Linked DNA regions of Sus scrofa: regions 1 and 3 are each linked to region 2. A link is a contact called in public Hi-C and HiChIP or PLAC-seq data. All regions are on one chromosome and are shown on one strand. The core of a region is the stretch at or near the end of the contact, and the rest is flanking DNA. Distances in the headings are between cores, read along the strand shown.

What was found. Hi-C and Micro-C count contacts between places; a contact is called where the count stands out from the background. HiChIP or PLAC-seq counts read pairs in DNA pulled down with a chosen protein or histone mark.
Region 1: a Hi-C map of alveolar macrophages shows a contact between it and region 2, with 1.8 times the contacts expected there. The contact joins two enhancer-like sites. A contact is called at or near these places in 6 of 47 Hi-C or Micro-C datasets (alveolar macrophages, embryonic fibroblasts, liver and 1 more) and 1 of 2 datasets of contacts at active chromatin or transcription factors (alveolar macrophages).
Region 3: an H3K27ac HiChIP or PLAC-seq map of alveolar macrophages shows a contact between it and region 2, with 6 times the contacts expected there. The contact joins the promoter of ZFAND3 here to the enhancer-like site in region 2. A contact is called at or near these places in 2 of 5 promoter capture datasets (both in liver), 3 of 47 Hi-C or Micro-C datasets (embryonic fibroblasts, epiblast stem cells and liver) and 2 of 2 datasets of contacts at active chromatin or transcription factors (alveolar macrophages and skeletal muscle).

What each region holds. Positions count from the first base shown.
Region 1 is chr7:33,431,442-33,434,970 of Sscrofa11.1, reverse strand. All of the region lies in intron 2 of ZFAND3 (AN1-type zinc finger protein 3), which reads right to left. Among named protein-coding and RNA genes, the nearest start is that of ZFAND3, 55 kb to the right of the region's middle. Within about 2 kb of position 1,515, at least 3 of the 83 cell types and tissues checked have an H3K27ac peak or open chromatin away from gene starts, as enhancers often do. A contact at or near this core is called in alveolar macrophages, where this site is marked.
Region 2 is chr7:33,577,413-33,580,807 of Sscrofa11.1, reverse strand. The region is part of intron 3 of ZFAND3 (AN1-type zinc finger protein 3); the gene reads right to left. Among named protein-coding and RNA genes, the nearest start is that of ZFAND3, 200 kb to the right of the region's middle. Within about 2 kb of position 1,602, at least 2 of the 83 cell types and tissues checked have an H3K27ac peak or open chromatin away from gene starts, as enhancers often do. A contact at or near this core is called in alveolar macrophages, where this site is marked.
Region 3 is chr7:33,376,653-33,379,962 of Sscrofa11.1, reverse strand. It overlaps ZFAND3 (AN1-type zinc finger protein 3), which reads right to left and starts at 1,733. Exons shown (of 7, transcript XM_021099854.1): 1 at 1,610-1,733; 2 at 802-1,101. The coding sequence starts at 872.

The sequences.
Region 1 (3,529 bases), core at 266-2,765, 150 kb after region 2:
ATCCTACTCATGCCTTTTACCATGCTGTTCCCTGGAATGCCTGTCCGTCACATCCTCCACTTCTGCCTACCTGAACTACATCCATTCCTCAGAGTCTTGTAAGCACTCTGATGCCTGTCTTTATCTTTAACACCACAATGGGCTTCATCATCTTTAACATTCAAATGTGTTTAATATCCCATAGCATTCATCACACTATTTAATGACACACTGGCATTTAATATTTTCATTGGCAGAGAGTTTAGATCTTAGGAGTGAAGTAGCCCTAAGCCTTCATGGAGTATCACCTCATCCTTCTGTGTTCACCTCAACACCTATCAGGGCTTTACAGAAACTAAGCGACATTCAATAAATAAATGCCGTAAGAATGAATGACCAAATAAAGGCACACAAACCACAAGTTATTTTTGGTTGAAAAAAGTAGCTTAAAGGAGTTCCCGTTGTGGCACAGCGGAAACGAATCCGACTAGGAACCATGAGATTGTGGGATCAATCCCTGGCCTCAATGGGTTAAGGATCTGGCGTAGCTATAGCTGTGGTGTAGGCCAATGGTGGCTTTTTAGAACACAGGAGAGTAAACTTATAACACATGCTATAACTAAATCTAAGTTTACCTTTTTTCAAAAAATGCTAAATGAATATCCTCTGAGCACTAAATACCACTGTAAACAAGTCACAAAAAAGGAAAGACATAATGCATCAATTCCTTACTCGAATGACACCTCCTATAACATCAGCCACTTCTACAAAGAATATAAAATTTGACAGATACTCTCAGCTCAGAATTAGTATTCTTTTCCTTAATTCATTGTATTTCTAAAGAGTCAGCCAGCAGGGGGAGTGCAAGATCATTAACACTGTAGTCAAGTAATACAGCTAACAAATTTTTGAAATTTGGGAAATTTTTTAAAGTTAATCTTCATGGCGCAGTGGAAACGAATCAGACTAGGAACCATGAGGTTTCGGTTTCAATCCCTGGTCTCGCTCCGTGGGTCAAGGATCTGGCGTTGCCGTGAGCTGTGGTGTAAGTCACAGACACGGCTCATATCCTGCATTGCTGTGGCTATGGAGTAGGCCAGTGGCTACAGCTCAGATTGGACCCTAGCCTGGGAACCTCCATATGCCTCGGGTGAGGCCCTAAAAAGCAAAAAAAAAAAAAAATTCAAATGACTATGGAGAAAAGTTGCTACTTTCTAAAATATTACCCAAACTAACTGAAGTACAAGGCCAGTCTCATAATCCCAGGAGCCCACTCATCAATTTAGTCTTCATGTATTATTCACCCCAAAGCCTTACCTGCTGGTCTCCAGGCTGCTGCTATCATGACCCTCCCCAAAAAGCAAACCTCATTTTCAGTCTGTGACCATAAGGTTCATCAGAAAATAGTTATTAGGGCCCTGGAAATTATGTGTATCTGAGACACAGTTTAAGGAGCAGCACAGTCTCTGCTGATAACTGCAGACAGGCATAGTTATGAATCCTAACTATGGGGGGAGGACCAACAATAGGAAATACTGAAAGTTCAAATTGCCAAACACAGATTACTCAGATAAAATCTGCACTAAGCAAAAAGCGAGTCATGACTGTCTTCATGAAAAAGGTCTGAAACAAATAGAAACTAAATATAAAACCCAAATTTTCTCTTTTCTGCTTAAAAAGTTCTCCCATACACATTACCATACTTGATTCCTAAAACTACCTTTCTGAAATGCAGGAAATATGCTTATTTTACAGTTAAGAGAATTAAGGTGTGAAGAGGTGGTCTTATTCAAGATAACAAAGCTAACAAGTGGTGGGGACAAGATGTTAACTTAGGCTTTCTGGTTCCAAGGGCAATGCGCTCTGCATCACAACATGATGTCTCCTTAAGTAAAGGCTAGAACATGTGTATTGGAAATTTGGTTAACGTGCTCCCACAGACACACAAATTACTGTTCAATAACAGATACATGATCAATTATGTCAACACATGGACAACCTAGAAGAAATGGATAAATTCCTAAAACATACAACCTATCAAAACTAAGAAATTAAGTTGAGAAACTGAGGTAGAAAAAAACCTAAACATGGAGCTACCATTGCGGATCAGTGGTTAATGAACCCAACTAGTAATCATGAGGTTGCAGGTTCGATCTCTGGCCTCGCTCAGCGGGTTAAGGATACGGCATTGCCGTGAACTGTGATGCAGGTCACAGACACAGCTTGGATCTTGCGTTGCTGTGGCTGTGGTGTAGGCCGGCAGCTACAGCTCTGATTTGACCCCTACCCTGGGAACCTCCATATGCCAAGGGGGCATCCCTAAAAAAAAAAAAGACAACAAAACAAAACAAAAAAACCTGAACAAACCAATTATTAGTAAAGAGACTTATTCAAGAATCAAAATCTTCCCAACGAACCAAAGTCCAGGCATAGATGGCTTCACTTGTAAATTCCATCAAGCATTTAAAGAAGAATTAATACCAATCCTTCTCAGACTCCAAAAAAATTGAAGAGGGAACATTTCCAAACTCATTTTATGAGGCCAGCATCATCTGACACCAAAACCAGGTGAGGAAACTACAAAAAAACTAACAATCAATATCCCTAATGAACATATATACAAAAATCCTCCAAAAAAAAAATTAGCAAACTGAATTCAACAATATTATTAAAAGGGGAGTTCCTGTTGTGGCGCAGTGGTTAACAATCTGACTAGGGACCATGAGGTTGCGGGTTTGGTCCCTGCCCTTGCTCAGTGGGTTAACGATCTGGCGTTGCCGTGAGCTGTGGTATAGGTTGCAGACTCGGCTCGGATCCCGCGTTGCTGTGGCTCTGGCGTAGGCCGGAGCTGCAGCTCCGATTAGACCCCTAGCCTGGGAACCTCCATATGCCATGGGAGCGGCCCAAGAAATAGCAATAAAGACAAAAAAAAAACAAAACATTATTATTAAAAGGATCATACCTCATGATCAAGTGGGATTTTTTTAAGGGATTCAAGGATGGTTCAAAATCTGCTAAATAATGTGATACAAAACAATAAAAAAATGGATAAAAATCATATGATAATCTCAATAGATGCAGAAAATCAACTCAAAATGGATTAAAAACTTGAACGTAGGATCTGAAACCATAAAACTCCTAAAAGAAAACACAAGGGGTAAGCTCTTTGACGTCAGTTTCAGCAACATCATTTTGGATTTGACACCAAAAGCAAAGACAACAAAAGCAAAAATAAGTGGGACTACACCAAACTAAAAAACATCTGCACTGCAAAAGAAATAAACCATCCAAAAAAATGAACAGACAACTTACAAATGGGAGAAAATATTTGCAAATCATATATCTAATAAAGGGTTACTATCCAAACTATATAAAGAACTCATAACTCAACAGCAAAAAAAAAAAAAAAAAAAAAAATCCAATTAAAAAATGAGCAGAATTAAAAAGACCTTTTTCCAAAGAAGACACATAAATGCCCAAAAGGTACATAAAAAGGTGCTCAACATCACTAATTACTAGGGAAATGCAATCAATGCACCATCACTTCACA
Region 2 (3,395 bases), core at 353-2,852:
TGCTCAGATATTTTACCCAATAGTTCCCCTACTTCTTGGCAACAAGATACAATTTCTCCAATATGGAGGAGAATATCTACATTACAGAGCAGGCAGCAGCAGTCCACCACTGCCTCCACCTCACCACCATTTAAAAGATAATGAAGCGGAGTTCCCACCATGGTGCAATGGAAACAAATCTGACTAGGAACCATGAGGTTGCGGGTTCAATCCCTGGCCTTGCTCAGTGGGTTAAGGATTGGCATTGCTGTGAGCTGTGGTGTTGGTCAAAGATGCGGCTTGGATCCTGTGCTGCTGTCGTAGGCCAGTGGCTACAGCTCTGATTAGACCCCTAGCCTGGGAACCTCCATGTGCCACAGACGCAGCCCTAGAAAAGGCAAAAAGACAAAAAATAAAATATAAAAAATAAATATTAATATATATATACTGAATATATATGAATATATACTGAATACACACACACATATATATATATACACATATATACTCTGAAGCTTAGCAGGCTGAAAATCTCAATTCTTGTACAGAATATGCCTCAACATGCTATATATATCCCAACTATCAAATGTCAAAACCTGAGTATATCCTTCTCTTTTCTATATTTTCGTATTACCAATTCACCAAAAAAAGAATGACTTATGAAATACAATTATGTATCTGTTAGTTAACTGAGAAAAGGGTAAGGGTTAAAAATCACTTTGAAGATTTATATAAGGTTTTATTTCCCCAGAATCCTAACTGATAAGGTATAATCACAAAGAATTACAGTATTTGATCATATTTTAAGTATCTAAAAGATTTCTAGACAGTTAGAAAACCAATTAAAATATAAAATAACTGTGCTTCTAATTGTGGAGAATCAAATTATATTCTGAGAATATAAAGATTACAAAGCAAAATGGTAATAAAATCTAAAAAAAAAAAAGACACAGCAACACAAAATTACTTCCCATTTGGTGCTTTTAACATAGTGTCACAAAGTACATATCCACATCCATTAAAAAACAAACTTTAAGGAAACACAAATTAAAACCATAATATTTATTACCACACACTCACCGGAATGGCTAAAATTTGAAAAGAATGACAATACCAAGTGTTGACAAAGATGCGGAACAGCTGGAACTGTCTTATGATACTAATGGGAATATAGAATATACAGTGGTATAGCCACTTTGGAAGACCGTTTAGCAATTTCTTATATAGTGAAGCATACACTTGCTATACTCTATCAAACATACAACTCTTGCGTATTTACGCAAAATATATATATGAATATGTCGATATAAAAACCTATATTCAAATGCTCATAGCGGCTTAACACAAAATAGTCCAAAACTGAAAGCAACACACGTGTCAACTCAACAAATTGTGGTAAACCCGTACAACGAAAAGGAACAAACTACTGGAACATGCAACAACATAAAGGAGTCCCAACGATATTATGCTAAGTGAAAGAAGCCAGACATGAAGGACTAAATACTGTATACTTATAGTGATATGAATTTTTAGAAAAAGCAAAATGGTAATGACAGCAGATCAGTGGCTGCAGGAACCAGAGATGAAGGAGTAGGATGACTAACTAACCAAGAGGTATGAGGAAACTTCTGGGGTGATAGAAATGCAGTATGTATCATGATCATGCTGTTGATTACACGACTATATACATATGCCCAAACTTACCAAATTACACTCTTAAATGTCATTGACTTTTATTTTAAATAAATTTTATCTCAAAAAAAGCCAATTTAAAATTTCATTAAAAATAGGAGTTCCCACTGTTGGTGCAATGGACTAAGAATCCAATTGCAGCAGCTTGAGTCACTGCAGAGGAGCAGGTTGGATTAAAGGATCTGGGATTGCTGCAGCTGTGGTGAAGGTTGCAGCTGCAGCTCAGATTCAAACTCTGGCCCAGAAATGTCCATATGGTAGGTCCATTAAATAAAACAAAAACAAAAACGAAATAAACTGATTCTAACAATAACAGGTAAAGACAGAAAATTAATCAGAAGAATAAAAATAAATGCTCAAGGAGTTCCCATCAGGACTCAGTGGTTAACGAATCTGACTAGGAACCATGAGGTCGTGGATTCGATCCCTGGCCTTGCTCAATGAGTTAAGGATCCAGCATTGCCATGAGCTGTGGTGTAGGTCACAGACATGGCTCGGATCCTATGTTGCTGTGGCTCTGGCGTCGGCTGGCAGCTACAGCTCCAACTTGACCCCTACCCTGGGAACCTGCATATGCCACGGGAGAGGCCCTAGGAAAAGCAAAAAGATAATAAATAAATTTTAAAAATAAATAAATAAATAAATGCTAAAATTAAGATATACATAGAAATAATTTTTCTCCCTTGGATCTTTAACAGTCCATAACAAATGTCTACAAGTCCCTACATGTAAAGATCTACAAATGTAAAACATGCAGTGTACAGGTGGTAATTACTTTACTAGTCACAACATGGAGGAGCATTCAGTCACTGCTGCTCACCACGCTAATTCTGGAAGATGTCCTTTTATCACTGCTCTCACATTGTCATAGCTACTAGCTAGCCATGGAACCCTTAGTAACAAGCCCAGCTTTCCCCCAAACTGTGTCTTAATCCTAAATAAAATACAAAAGAGGTGATCCATTCATTCCACATCCAGGGCCTGTCCTAATTACATGGCAGAGCAGCTCAGCATCGGAAGCACCAAAATGATTATCTCTGATATCCTTATCACAGTGTCTAAAACCTCTACCACTAGAGTCACTCTTTTGAGTTATTAACGGTATTCGAGAGCCAGCAACTATTATACAAAATATGTGGTTAAGGATGATCAAATCAATATACTTTATGAGTACAGAATTTCTTTTGGAGATGAAAATATTCTAAAATTATATTGTGGTGATGGCGGCACAACTCTTGTGAATATACTAAAAACTACTGAATTGTAAACTTTAAATGCATGAATTTTATGGAATGTGAATTATATCTCAATAAAGCAGTTTTTTAAAAAATCAACACAGTTTATCATGTTAGTTTAGAACTCTGGAACACTGAAACCAGAAAAACTTTAATGCAGCATAAAAGGAATGGGTTGATGACTGGGAAAAAGACAGGTGTCAGAGGGAGCCTCAGCATCACTGGGAAAAGAATATGGAGGGGCAGAAAGGAGAGCATGAGCACTGGCTCAGGGCTGGGATTGTGAGCCTCAGAAAGGATGGCTAAAGGCACTCCAGGGCTGGTCCTAAACATCTATCATCCTTCAAATAAATTTTTTGCTTTTCTACAAACTATTACTAACCATAATGTTGGGGGTTTTTTCCTCCCCTTTCCAAATTCATGATCATCAAGTTTTTTTTTCCAATCATCTACTAACGTATTTTGGCTAATTTACCTATTCATTTATAA
Region 3 (3,310 bases), core at 484-2,983, 200 kb after region 2:
CATATATTTTCACTCTTAACACAGGATGGCCAAGTAATAACACAGGCTGGCCAAGGCGGATACTTTTATCATGAATTAAAAAAAAAAAAGTGAGGAAAGAAGGAAAATTTGACCCAATTGAGCTAATTGGCTCTCACGTTCTTAAGCCAGCTGACTTGAGTTTTTTTGACAAGGAAATATTACAGATCTTCTGAAACGTGCTTTAAATAAAGGTGAGACCTCGACAGTCTTATAACTTTACCCTAGCCTGGGTTCTGGGCCTGACTTGTAAAAATGGGTGACGTGTGAACAGCTTCCTAAAAGCAAATGGGGCACTGGGATATAATTTAGGAAGTGATGATGCAAGTCTCTGGGGGACAGGGAGCAGGGGAGGTGAAAAAGTCAGAGGAAATACCCTCCTACTGCCTGGGCACCAACTCCTACCAAAGAGGGGAGGAAGGGCTGGCCTTCACAAGCCAAGAGAAGGGGGCACCTCAGCTCCACCCGGAGGTGCCAACACCGCCCCCTCATCGCTGCCCGCAGCCCTGCCCCCTTACCAGGCCCGGGCGGCCCCTTTCGGCCCAAGTCTCCGGCAGGCAGTCCCGAGGGTGGCAGCACACCTCGGGCAGGGCCTCCTCTGCCCACCCCCAGCTCCCCACGCCGCACCCTCCCTCAGGACGCGGCCCCTGCCCCCTCCCCGAAGGCCCGGCCTGGGCCCAGTCCCCAGGGTTCCGGCCTCCCAGGGCCCCGAGGCCTGACCAGGCAGCCCCGGCGCCAGCGCCTGGGCCCCCGCCCCCACCCCCACCCAGCCTGGGCACTTACCCCCAGAAGCCGCAGGGACAGCGAGGCGGCAGGCTGGGCGCTTTGCTGCGCTCGCTCCCGGCGTCTCCCATGGTGCTCGGCGGCGGCGGCGGCGGCGTCGGAGCTCGGCGACGGTGGCAGCGGCTGGGCCTGGGCCCCGCTAGAAGGAGGCGGCGGCGGCGGCGGCGTCGGGGGGCTCGGGGCGGGGGGAGGGGGAGGGAGCGGGCGCGCGGGCGGGCGCGAGTCCGGGGCTCCGAGCCGGGATTCCAGGCCGGTCAGCTGGAGGCGGGCCGCACCACTCGACCTACGGAGACGGGGGGGCTGGGGGAGGCGCGGAGAGCAGAGGGAGGGGAGCTGAGGAGGTGGGGCGTGCGGGTGAACCGAGGACCGCGGGAGAGGAGGGAAGACCCGGCGCCCTCGGTAGCTCCCACCGCCGCTTCCAGCCAGAGCGATGTCCCGTGCGGCGGCGCTGGCAAGGATCTGAGGCCCCCGCCGGCTCTGGCGTAGCAGCGGCCGCTGTGAAACCCCCGGCCGCGCTCGCTCCGTAACACCCTCCCCTCCCCCGGAGGCTGCGCTGACCGGACAATGGCCGCTCCGCCCCCTCCCCTCCTCACGCACCCCTCCCAAGGAGTCACAATGGTCTCGCCCGGGGGAGCCGCCGCCAAAGCCCAGCAGCTGATCAGCTGGGATCCGGGCGTGCCACTTTGTTCAGCGCCTCAAAGGAAGAGAACTGGGCCGTGGGCAAAGCCGAGACCGTTGAGCTAACACTCGGCGACGGGTTTTTGAGGCTTTCTTATGTTGGAACTTTTAGAATCTGAGGCAAACTTACCTTCCCCTCGTGTGAAAAAGGGGAGCAGGCTTCTGAGTACTCTGGGGCACGTTGCTTTCCCCCAAACGCGAATGGTACGCCCCAAGCGAGAGGGGGAGGAGCAGATTAGTTGTTTAGGTAAGTTGGGCCAGTCCCAGAGCGGCGCCTGAGCGCTGCGCATGCGCCCGGAGACACCCGTAACCCAGTATGGGGAGGGGCCTGGAGGAGCGCTTCCAAACCCGGAAGTGAGTCTCGGTCGGCCGGGGGTTGCCTGGGTCTTCGGCTGCCTGAGAGGCCCACTAACTCTTCGCTCTTGGACCTGGGAGATACTGGGGAACATTTCTCCACCAACTGCTAACCCCTGGAAATCTCTCTTCCCAGTCCTGCCACACCCAACTCACCCAGGGAACTGGTCACCCTTTGGCAGTAATGAACTTCTGGGAAATATAACCCTCCTTCTTTGCAGCAGCAATGGCAAGGGGTGGGAGGGTGGTTGTCTTAGTCATGTTCTGTGCCTCTAACCCCATCGGCGTCCCCAACCTCAGAGACACAAGTCCACTCCCTGTGCCTAGACTAGAAGAACCTCTGTTCTTCCTGGAGTGGACGTTTTGATTTTTAGAGAGGAGCTATGGCCGAGTCAGTGATGGCAATTAAGTGATCAAAAAGTTTGAGCCACTAAGAAAATGAGTCCTTTAGCGTTCCTTGTCTTTGATCCGGAACTTATACTGACCTCCAACCAATTATGAACAGAAGGCAGTTGTTGATGACTAAATTCAAGGAGGAGGAAACTTCCACCAGACTTCCTGGAAAGGTGATCCACAGCTGAGGCCCTTATGGCTCTTAGAAATAGCTGCGGTGTTCCCCCGACCTGGCAGGAGTAAGAGAGCCTTACATGAACTTTATTATCAAATGTTATTTCTTTTTATACCATTCTGTTTGTGCATGTTCTGTTGATTTATTAAATGTTGTTGCTTCTTTTGGCCTCTGAGGAGCAAGGAACACATTTAGTTAGCATCCTCCTAAAGAGGCTGTTGATGATGAAGACAGCAATTGCAGAGATCAAACCACTTAAAACCAAAGCACCCCCAAATGTGAATGCTGATTTATTTTGAGCAATATTTAGTTTCAGCTTTGTGGATTTTCCTAAGCCTTCAATAAATGTTTCTGTCAAAAACCTATAGAATGAATGAACTCATACAATACACCTAGCTCTCATTGGACTCATATTTCCTTAAATCTTCTCTTAAGCTGACATAAAATTGCCACATTCATGCAAGGTTTGCAGTCTTTGAGTTTAACAAAGATTAAGTAGCACTCTCTCTACTGGCATCTTGGTGACTCTTTTGTCTGTGGAAAAAGAAACCCTAAAACCGAAAGGAAAATTTTGTGTCAAACATGATTGTCATCTTTCAAACAGCTTGCATTCCTGTCTGTTTGCCAGTTATTCCAATTAGCAAGCATTTATTGAGTACCCAGTATTTATAAGACATTGCCTAAGGTTCTGTCCCTTGTATTGTCCTCTGCCCCTTCCTCTGGTTCCCAGCACCCTTCTACTGCCCATTCATTGCTTGTCTCCTCTTCAATGCCTTCCACACACTGACAAGGCAGAATTGGTCCCTCATTCCTCTGCCCACATAGTCTCCATTATAGGACCAGGAAATTTACATGTCTTGTCTCTTCTCACAAAACCTACCTCCAAAAGGACTATCTCTGAGAAATAGC